Regions from separate parts of the Mus musculus genome. Here region 2 is linked to region 1. A link is a contact called in public HiChIP or PLAC-seq data. All regions are on one chromosome and are shown on one strand. Each heading gives the region's core, a stretch centred on a gene start, on an enhancer-like site or on the middle of the called end of the contact. The rest is flanking DNA. Distances are from core to core; before and after follow the strand shown.

Region 1 (5,406 bases), core at 1,947-4,446:
ACTGTTAAGTGAAGTGGGAAGCTTGAAATAACAGGCTGGGGCTGAGAGGGAAAAAAAAAGCCACCTTACTTCATACTTAACTGGTTCTTCCCCCTTCCCAGTTGACCGCTTACTTTAGGTGGTTAAAAATCAGGAAGGGTTAGGATGGTGCAAAAACTAGAAGTAGCAGCTAATTTTAAAAACTGAGTGGGTGGCATGCTGGTTCTACATATATAGGAGAGCACTTATCCAAGTATTTCAGTCTATATTTGGTGTTATGTCCCAAAACATCAGGCCAGCGCAGCCCAGGTGCAGTGACCTCCCAGTCGATTCCACTTCTTTGTGATTTCCAGAAACCATTCAATTATTATTGCCTTAATTAGTATCCTAAATTTAATATTAATGCTCAACTGGCTAGGGCTGTGTCATTGCTATAAACTCTATCTCAACCCCTCAAAATTTATTTAATGCAACTCTTGGCAACCAAAGACCCAGCTTCTTGCCAAAACCTGCAGATTATGCATTCGTTATGGGAGTTTGCCATTAACTGTTGCCTCTGTTATGGGCTCATGTGGTTACATGTCACAAAACGCAAGGGGGTTCCGTGTAATAGATTTGAATTTTCAGGAGGTTTCCGGGATCTGAAGTGGGTGGGTGACACCTTGGACCCCACCCCTGAAACCACTTCGGTCAAAAGTGGGTTTGGGTAATGGGGTGGAAAAGGCTTCCGAAGCTGCAGTTGACCCGGACTACACAGAAGTTTCCCCCTAAATCGGACCTAGTCTATTGGTATACAAGTGCTGGAGAGCTTGTATCATATGTCTTTGATTTAAAAGACACCGAATGTTTTTCAGGGAATTTGGGGCTCCTAAAACGCATATTTATAAACAGACAGACAAAGCTCCATGACATAGCTACGTTTATAACTGAGAATTCTCTGCATAGTTCTTCATCAGTCATAGGAGCGCTTGCCGCTGTGAATATTTGAAAGACCCATCAAAGGTTGTTTGTTTCTTTCCTCTTTCTCGCGTTTATTAGGGCAAAGCAGACTTTCAGAATATTTAGAGGTAAGATAGATTTAAAAGGGAGATCCTGCAAACTGACCAAGCTAACAAGGAATGAGTGGCCAACTCAACTCAGTCTACCTTCCACCAGGAACAATCTGATAAAGGGTCAAGAAGAATACAGCTTCTCTCTTTGTAAGCAAACTTGATGCACACATTTCCTGGGTTTTTCCTCCCCACTTGCAGGCCACCCCAGAGAAGGTGGAGCAAGCAACGCCTCGCACTTCGGAGAATGCCCATCTTAGAGCCCTGACTCCCCTTCCGCTAGAGCCCAGGACAGTCCCTGCTTTTCTTTAACCTCCCCCCCCCCCCCCCCCGCACTCTTGGAAGTTCGTCAGTTCATTGTTGATGGTGCTATCTCAAGGCTCCGGAGAAAACAATTAAAAATATCATAGAACCCGTTAAAAGGCAAAACGGTGTCAATTGGTGGTAGCTCAGCAAAGGGTCCGTTCTTGGGGAGGAAATGTGGTGAACCGGGTGAACATGGCTGCTGCTCCTGACACTTTTTCTCAGGTCCTGTCGGATGGAATCTTCATTTTTCACTGGCAGCCCCGCCTTTGGGGCAGTGCTAAGCAACAGTTGTGCAGAACATTGTGCCTGGGATCTTTGCTCGCAAGCTGTGTCCAGGTCGGGCGTCAATGAGGGTCCCACCTGTGGATCGAGGACGAAGAAGAATGTGGAAATTTCCGAACCTTGGCGGACAGACACCCGACTGAAAAGGGCTAGGCCACCCGCAGCGGCGAGGTTACCCGAAGTGACTAAGGCTCTGCTGTAATTGCCAACGTAACCCGGAGAAAAGGGGCAGCCGCTGTGGAAGGCCTCTGTGGTGAGAGAGGAAGGTTATGTCAGGATCGGTGGGCAGAGACCTCCCTTGTCCATAATTTGTAGGGGAGTTTCACCAAATTTGCAAGCTTGGCTGATCTATTGCAAATGGCTTCTTGAGTGTGCCCAAGGCAAGGAACTCTTTTTTTTCCCTCCCCCGCCTCAGACGCCTCGGGCTCCTCAGAAGCTGAAGTGGGGCACAAGGCCAAGCAGAATGGTTTTCATCTCCAAAGCGCCGTTTTACCTTCGCTAGCATCCCGGTCAGCTGGACCAAGGAAGGGTTTTGGGTCCGCAACTGTGAGTCCAACCCCAGTCCGCGGAGCCACTAGCTTCTGCAACACTCTTTTCGAAGGCACCGCCCCAACTCTTGAAACCTGTATATAGTACAACTTTTGTTAAAACACTCTGACCGCATTCATCTCCCAACGCTGTTTTGCGTGATGAGTTCCTCTGACCTCCACTAAGAAAGGGGTTTCAGGGCCACTTGTCTCTATGAATTTTCAATAATAGTAATAATAATAACAACAACAACAACAATACATTTTGTCCTAATGATTCGTGTGGACCAAGAATGAGGTGGTTATTGTTTGGTATTGGTAAAATCAAATATTCAAAGACTCTCCCTCAACCTTCCATTCCGTTAGATGCCACTGCATCCTTACTCCGGTGCATCCGACAGCAAACGAGAAGGCCAGGGCCTTGTAAGGGAGAGCGCTGCGGCCGCCACGACGCCAGCCTTTTAGGTTAGAGGCAACCTCGGCCCCTTTACCTCCAGCAAGCCGGTTAACAGCCGCCGCTGTATCCGGCGTCTTGGGCTCAGATTAATGTGGATCTTCCATGTAAACGATTTACGGATGAAATAAAAGCTCTTTAGAGCAATACTTCCTTTCAAGTTCTTAAGATGCCTCTAAATCTTCTGGGAGTGAGTGGCTGGGGTGGGGGCGGGGTGTACAGCGGGTGTTGGGGGAGTGGGGGTGGGGGGTAGCGGGGGTGGGGGAGATGGCCCGGCAAGGCCTCTGGGAGTGGAGCGTTAACCGCTCTGCGTTCTCACCAGGCTCCTCGGCAATGCCAGTCCCACTGTCGAGGCGACTACGATTCTGGGTGTCCTTGTCTCTCCTGGCATTTGTCTGAAATGGAACTGTCTGTCTGAACTAGGCCGGGGACGCGCCCTACCCTGGGTAAGGAGGGAAGATGGGGGTGGGGTGGGGGAGGAGGGGGCCTGGGGTGGAGTTAGTCCTTGCCTATTTTCATATTCATTAGGACTGGGAGGTTGCCGGAGGAGCCCAGCTGAGTTTCAAGATATAAAAGCAACTTCGGGTGCCCCTTCTGCAGCCGGGACGTATTAAGAGTCTGGGAGCTGGGCAGCTCCTGGCGTCGCAGGTCTCGCTTCCCCTTTCCCTCCTCTCTGACCCTCCCTACTCCCGCCCACTGCTCCCTCCTCCCTCCGCGCCCTCCAGCCTCCGCACGCCCCGGAGAGCTCGCGGACAGCCTTTCCAGGATTATGGAGTTTCTGAGCGAGAAGTTTGCCCTGAAGAGCCCGCCAAGTAAAAACAGTGACTTTTACATGGGCACAGGAGGCGCGTTGGAGCACGTTATGGAGACGCTGGACAATGAGTCCTTTTACGGCAAAGCGACGGCTGGCAAATGCGTGCAGGCCTTCGGGCCGCTGCCGCGAGCGGAGCATCACGTGCGCCTGGACAGGACTTCGCCCTGTCAGGACAGCAGCGGTAAGTCACCAGCACCCCGGCTGACCTCCAGCCCCCAACCCCATCCTAATCCCTACTCCCTAGCGGCCTGACCAGGGCTCCAAACTGAGCCCCAGTCTCAGCCATCCTTCCCCGAAGTGAGGTACGGTGCGGGTCGAAGTAAAGAAATGTGGCAAGAGGAATCCAGATTGCTGGGGACCGGGCGCCGCGCACTCTGGGACTCCCGCAACCGGCCGGGGTCCAGAGCTAAATCCTGCCGGATTCTATTTCACTTTCGGATAGAGTTCACAACTGGACAAGAAGGATCTGACCAGGATCACAGTGTAGGTTAACAGGACTCCAAATAAGTCATAATTGAGTTAAAATACCGCACCACCGCTGTGAACCCTCCAGGATGCCGGGGCTCGGGGATGTGAAATCCATCACTAGATGTCATAGTGGTCAGGAAAACCAAAATCTTTGAGCTCTTTTATGTGTGCATGAGTGGGAAGCTACGAAACCGTTTTTAATGTCCTAGGAGTGACGACATTTTTATTGTATTTCTCTGTTGCTATATATATATTAGCTTGTGTGAACTTAAGTTTCTGCCGATTTTCTTTACTTCTTTATTGCGTTTGTGATGAGCAAACATACATTTTGGTAAAAAACCTAATCATTTTAGCTTTTGGGCAAAGCATTCCGGATAAAAACCACTCACTTGGGGATTCTGCATTGTCTGTTTTTCTTCTTCCACATAAAATGTCACCTAAGGAGCCTTTCGGAGTGTTTCTGGACAGAATCTTCAACTCTGAATGCCAGACTATCTCCAAGTCAAAATGTTATCAAAACAAACCATCTATCTTTTTCTATCTTGTAGCCCAGTGCAATCCCTATCATTTCACATCCCGACAGTTAAAACAGGTTTATGATTCTAAGAGGACTTTTCCTTATCATGGTGTATACGCCGCCCTTAAATGGCAAGGAAAGAAGCGGGGCGCTTTAAAACAACAAACGAATTAAGTGTGAAATATTTACAACAAGCCACCGCCCCCTATTTTAATGGAGGTTCAAAAATCTGGCAAGACCTTTTCACTTTCGGGAGCTGATTCGCACAACACTCTATACAGATTTTAAACGAATCTCACATTCTACTCGTTTTATTCAGTGCAGAGGGCGACTTTTGACTTGGCCGGTTAGAACAAAAAATGCACATAATAAATGCCCGTGTTTTTTTTTTAGTGGATTTCAATCGTTTATTTGGAAAGACTGGAACAACCAATATTACATACAAGAACTTTTTGGCTTCCTGGCTTCATTTCGGTGGTGTTAAGTGTTTTCGGCTCTCTTAGATGCGTGCCTGAAGTTATTTGAACTGACAGGATTTTTACAAATGGTTTTGTAGTGGCCTGCGTTAACTGCTAGAGAAACCCCACCGTGCTTTAAATTGTCGGGGAAAAGGAAAAGAGGAATGGTGATTGGTTTGGAGTGCTTCATTTACTTTTAAATGTTCATCACCCTGTTGGGAAGAATTTTTAACTGGAAAATATGGAATAAAATGAACAAGGATGGTTATCGGCTACGTTGAAGAAAAAGCGGTCTTTCTCCAGTCCTGCCCCCAGCGTCTTTGCGGCTTCCCCTCCCCCCTCTAATTGCCGCAGTTCCCGGGTTTTAACTCTTGTCTGCGAAGACAAAACCTTATTGTTGATCAGTCATAGCTGTCTTCATATTTATTTTTACAGCACATCCTCCTTTGCATAAAATCGATGTGCAATATATGTTATGTAGACAATAAAATTCAATGTATTCGTGGAACACATAAAAAGGTTCTTCAAACAGTTAAGAGGAATCCCCCTCCC
Region 2 (5,406 bases), core at 1,817-4,316, 110 kb before region 1:
CATTGCATTGAACTTCAATCTTTATAATCTCAAGAGTTCATGAGCTTAATATAAGACACCCTATTCTTCTAATGTGCGGTTTTGTTGCAAGGAATCAAGAAAAAAATGAATATTTGTAGCTTTTTATGTTTATTAAATTCCAAGCTATATACACATGTAGTTTCTGAATTAAAGTAACAGAAATGCTTTTTAATACATAAAATACCTTTCATATCAGTCAGTAGCCATTGATAAATTTATGGTAACTTATTTTTCTTTTTTAAACATATAATTTTTCTTAGTGTGATATTAGTTATTTTAATTTCTATGTTGCATCCTTTTGAGATAACTGTAATTTTGTATACTGTTTTTCAAAAACAAAGCATTGAACATTTAAACATTTTTAAATGAATTTAAGTAAGTACAATGCTCTCCCCTTGACTATGCCTGCTATCCACTCATTTTGTAAACCACTATGAAGGTTATCTGCTCTGAACCAAACCATTTCATGGCTACTTCAGTGAAACAGGAACTCAAAACCCGGAGAGTTTTGAAGCTCAGCCTGAGTAGGTGGAATAAAAGGCTGTAACTAAGGTTTTCAATAATCTTCTTTATTTTATTTTATTTTTTTGGTTTGTTTCATTATCCTTCTACATGAATTTCAGAAGGAGCTATTTTACGAATAATACAAAAGTATATGGAACTCCCCAAGTTCAAAGGCAAAATAAGGTTGAGAACTGACCCAGTCAAAATTCCATGCCTATTTCTGCTAGGTCTTCTTCAAAAAGAAATAACACCATGTTTGCAGTCCCCTCCCACAGTGAGAACTGAGAAAACGTTTATGTCAATAGAATTTGTACAGGATTCTGCCATTCAGAAGGCCATTCTTCCTGCCGATATCATCAAAACTTTATGTGAGAAATTTTGATCAATTAGCCTGTTAAATATGTTTCAGCAAAGGATTCACCAAGCAATATTGACATAGTTGTAACTTTTCCTTTCTTGCTCTTTTACTTACTTGTTTTGCATTTGTGGTCACACCTAGATATAATTAAGGAAAAAAAAAAAGTTTCTTTTATCAGTCACAAGGGGGCATGATAGGGTCAAAAATAGAAAGGGAAAAACCCACAGTGAAACTTGTAACTCCATTTTTAACTTAATGTTTTGGCAATGCTGAATAAGCATAACGTGTTAGGTAAAGTCGTAGGTGACAATTGTACAATTGTGATGTTTTAGATGGAGATCATCAACTGTCTGCAAAATCCCAATAGACAATTTACCACGGGGGCGGGAGGGGGGATTTTAAATCACTTTGTCACAGATTTGTTGTAGATTTTCTTTCTTTCTTTTTTTAACATCAATAAATTAAAGACACAAAATCAATTTGACTTTAAAATCTGACTGCCTAAATACAGAATTTACTGATGAGCCTTTTATGGTTCTCATGGTTCTCCTCTATACCCTCCAGACAGTAGACAAATCAGTTAGAATAAGAGAGGGTTAAAAATGAGAATAAGCCAGGCAGTGGTGGCGCACGCCCTTAATCCCAGCACTTGGGAGGCAGACACAGGTGGATTAGAGAAACCCTGTCTTGGACACCCCATCCCCTCAAAAAAAAATGAGAAGAAAGAGAGAGGAGGGAGGGAGGGAGGGAGAGAGAGAGAGAGAGAGAGAGAGAGAGAGAGAGAGAGAGAGAGAGAGAGCATCCTGAGTGAATTTATTTATATTTTATTTTATTTATCTTCTATTATGTTCATGGCACTTATGTTATGTTCATCTCAGAGTAAATTATTTGATGATAATTTACTCAGATTGTGATGGGATTTCTTTTAGAAATTAAAATTTAATCAAGCCATTTTACCTTTCCAGTTTTCATGGTGAGGTGTCATTAATTTACTTGAAAATAACCATGATTTAAAATTTTAGCCACTGATGTTCTAAAACAAATCTTAAGTATTTACTTAAATATCTACACTCCGCTAAACCTGAAAATGTTTACTTAGGAGAGTTAACATATTAATGGGGATACTAAGCACATCTTATACAGAAAGTTTGCCAACGTGAAAATTGGAAGCCATGAGAGGGCAGCATTGTCCACAAAAGTACTGTAAGAATCGCTAGTTCTGTTGGCTGAGGGTGTCAGGATGGATATCAGAGACAGGATCTGGTAAGAAAATGGAGTCGACTCTATTCTGCATTCTAACAGAGCTGTCCTCAAGGAGGCCTAGCATTCATACAGAGTAGAGGAACATTAAATACCAGTCATGGCTGATCAAGAGAAAATACTTCATATTTCCCGTTCGTATTTTTATATGTTTGTATTGGCCAAGAAATATGAATTGAAAATATCTATTTAATGCAAAAATGAAAACATGGCAGAGGCAGAAAGTCCACCGATTTCAGACAGCGGTGGGTGATGGAATAAATTGCCAAGAGATGGGGAATAAAAACTGCCGAAGAAACTGGTTAATCAAGAAACAGAGTTGAGGAGCAACAAGGGAGCAAAGTTTGTGGACAGAGGTTAGGGAAACCCCAGTGCTGATGAAACCTGCTGGTATAAATCAGGCTGTCTGCTTTGAAGAGCAGCAGGATCCAGTGTCTTGCCTAGCTGAGATTGCAGGCCTCCGAAGCAAGCCTGGTTTATTTCATCTTACTTCTTTGTTACTAAATATTATTTGCATAGAAAAAAGATAAAGAGAAGCTGAAGAGGGAAGAATGGAAAGATGGTAGAGGAATTGCTTGGTGGTCTTGATAGGCAGTCTAAAATTTTGTGACTTTATTATTGTTTACTTAGTTGACATTTGGATCTGGGTTGTTTTTGTTTTACCTAGTAAGTAATTTTCTCTCCTTGTGATTGACATCAGCTAAAACAGTAGTGACTAGTCCTGTTCCGTGTATTGTCTGTCAGTTTGTTTTGCTGTCCTCCTCCACGCAAAAGAGATTTCAGAATTTGGTGACCAGAACTGGAGTTATCAGATACTGAGGGAAGTTTAAGATTCAGAACCGCCATAAAGAACACCGTATGTAAGGCGAGAGGCCCAAGTCTATTGAAAACATGCTGGGTCAATAACCTGAGGGGAGCGAGCATATTTGGAAGTAAGACTAGATGAGCAGGCTAGGGAAAGGGAGTGGGTGGCTGGTTTTGATGCCTAGCACGCCTTAGAAGCTCTAAGTGGAGAGACTTGGGTGCATAGACGCTGGCAAAATCTAAGGGTAGAAAGTGTAGAATGCATGTTTCTATCTGTATATCAAATTTATACATGTTGGACTTGCTTTTATAATTAAAAAAAGGTGAAAGCAGGTCTATATTTTTTGAAGAAAGAGTGACACAGAAGGATCAAAATGATTCACCAGCTCTTTTAATTCCTGAATGTATCAAGTATATGATTCTTGTTCAGTGGGTAGTTGCTAGCTTTACTTTCAATAAAACAGGCTTAAGCCAACTTTGTATTATTAAATCATATCCTAGAATTAAGCAATGCAGAATATTTTAACACACTCATTTTATGTGCTTTAAGGGGATGAAGAGTTGTGGGAAAGGGGCTTCCAAAATAATAATACAGCTAATGAATTTTTAAATAAGAGAGATCAAGAATGATCAAGAATGACAAAACCTGAGCAAAATGAGATTTACTTAAGATTTACTTTATTTATGTCGAAACGTCTAGAAATAATAAGAATTTGAGTCAAATACTACTCTGTTGTGCTTCAAAAACAATAATAGAATTCACTCTGAATTATAAAGCAGTTGAGTCTCTCTACCTATAAAATTTCCAGAATCCACTAACATATCTGGCACCTGATTCAACATTAAAGTTATGAATAAACATTGAAAATTATGTATTTTTGGCTTTGTGGATCTTTAGTAAATTGCAGATTTATATTTGGGAAGTTAAATTTAAATTAGTACTTGTATATGCAAACAAATATTGGTGTTAATGTGGTTCAAGAGGCCAGAGTCCATCCCAATCCAAACTTAGCAGTGTTTTCCCAGTGGTGCTGGTCTTAGAGACATGATGGACACAAGAGAGTCTGGATTTTCACTCCATGGTCTCATGCTAAGAATGTGACAAAGGAGTTCCTATATGAAGACCCTGAAAAGGGGGGGGGGTGGGAAGACCATTGTGTGAATGTATTAGAGTGAGTCTGACTTCAGAGGATGCTCTAAGATATTGGCTGTGGACTATCTGCCAAGAAGGGCTATGTGTAGGGAATGGAGCCATGGGAACAGAGCCATCCAGAGACAGATGTATGTTGCAGGGGGCAAAGCTGCAGGGAAAGATCTACCTAGCCCTTTGAAATGAAAGTACTGAACAGCAGACATGAAGCTGTAGGATTTGGTGTTTGCCTTGCTTGGATCCAGTCTTGCTAGTATTACTTTGCTATGCCCCCAGTCTTCCTTTTTAGAAATATATATATATATATATATTTCTAAATACATACATACATACATATATATATATATATATATATATATTCACACATATATTTCTATGTCATTGTATGATGGAAGTATGTAATTTGTGTTTTTATTTTACAAAAGGTTGCAATTAAGAGATTGCCTTGAATCAACAGAAGAGACTTTGAACTTTCAAGCAGTATTAGAACTGTAAAAACCTGTGAAAACATTTGAAGTTGAATGTATTAATTTCAAATGATATCTAGACATAACACTATGCCTAGGGAATTGACTGTAGCAGTTTGAGTCAGAAGTGTCCCCACAGTCTCAGGCATTGGAACCCTTGATCCCCAGTTGATAACACTGTTTGGAGATGTTTAGGGTGTAGAGAACTCACGTAGGGAGAGGAGGTTTTTAAATCTTGCCTCTCCGTGTTGTGCATTTGGTTCAAGATGTGAGCTCCCAGTACCCTGCCCCTGTGACCATGGCCACTGTTGATTGCCATGACTCTGGTCTGCACTAATGAGGTCTTATCCCTTAGGAACCATAAGCTAAAATAAACCCTGTCTTTCTTAAGTTGCTTTTGGTCTTGGTGTCTTATTACAACAATATAAAAGTAGCGAACACAGTTGGTCAGCATGAGGAATCTTTGTTTTATTCTCAAGAAGCCTTGGGGCCAGAAGCCAACAGCTCACAAAACTGTGCGTATTTGTGTATGGTTGAAATCCCCACAGAAGGTAGAGGCAAGTAGGTTGATGCTAAAGGCTATCCAAAATGTTTGCGACTACCCTAGGCTATATGAGACCCTGGCATTAAAAAAAAAATCCACAATGACTACGTTTTTATGATATTTTGTGTGAGAATAATGGCATTAAGGTAGTGAATCAAAACTGAGTTTGTAATATAAGCTTCTGGAATTATACCTTCTCAAATTGACTTAGACATATATTGAGATTTCTCCAGATATGTGAATGGCTTATACAACACATGCTCCCTGTGCTATGGCACGTCTGTGCATTGATCATTGC

Evidence for each region. HiChIP or PLAC-seq counts read pairs in DNA pulled down with a chosen protein or histone mark.
Region 2: a contact with region 1 is called in an H3K4me3 HiChIP or PLAC-seq map of craniofacial prominence, with 5 times the contacts expected there. The contact joins the enhancer-like site here to the promoter of Alx1 in region 1. A contact is called at or near these places in 2 of 39 promoter capture datasets (cranial neural crest and frontonasal cranial neural crest), 4 of 484 Hi-C or Micro-C datasets (embryonic fibroblasts, nephron progenitors and palatal mesenchyme), 1 of 115 datasets of contacts at active chromatin or transcription factors (craniofacial prominence) and 2 of 9 other capture datasets (adipose tissue and pancreatic islet).

The regions. Positions count from the first base shown.
Region 1 is chr10:103,026,567-103,031,972 of GRCm38.p6, reverse strand. Alx1 (ALX homeobox 1) reads left to right here and starts at 3,196. Exons shown (of 4, transcript NM_172553.4): 1 at 3,196-3,592. The coding sequence starts at 3,367. Gm34298 reads right to left here and starts at 2,988. Exons shown (of 4, transcript XM_006514426.1): 1 at 2,917-2,988; 2 at 2,635-2,772; 3 at 2,110-2,239; 4 at 1-1,864. The coding sequence starts at 2,988. The coding sequence ends at 1,398.
Region 2 is chr10:103,138,426-103,143,831 of GRCm38.p6, reverse strand. The region is part of intron 22 of Lrriq1 (leucine-rich repeats and IQ motif containing 1); the gene reads left to right. Among named protein-coding and RNA genes, the nearest start is that of Gm25376, 20 kb to the right of the region's middle. Within about 2 kb of position 3,066, at least 6 of the 459 cell types and tissues checked have an H3K27ac peak or open chromatin away from gene starts, as enhancers often do. A contact at or near this core is called in craniofacial prominence, where this site is marked.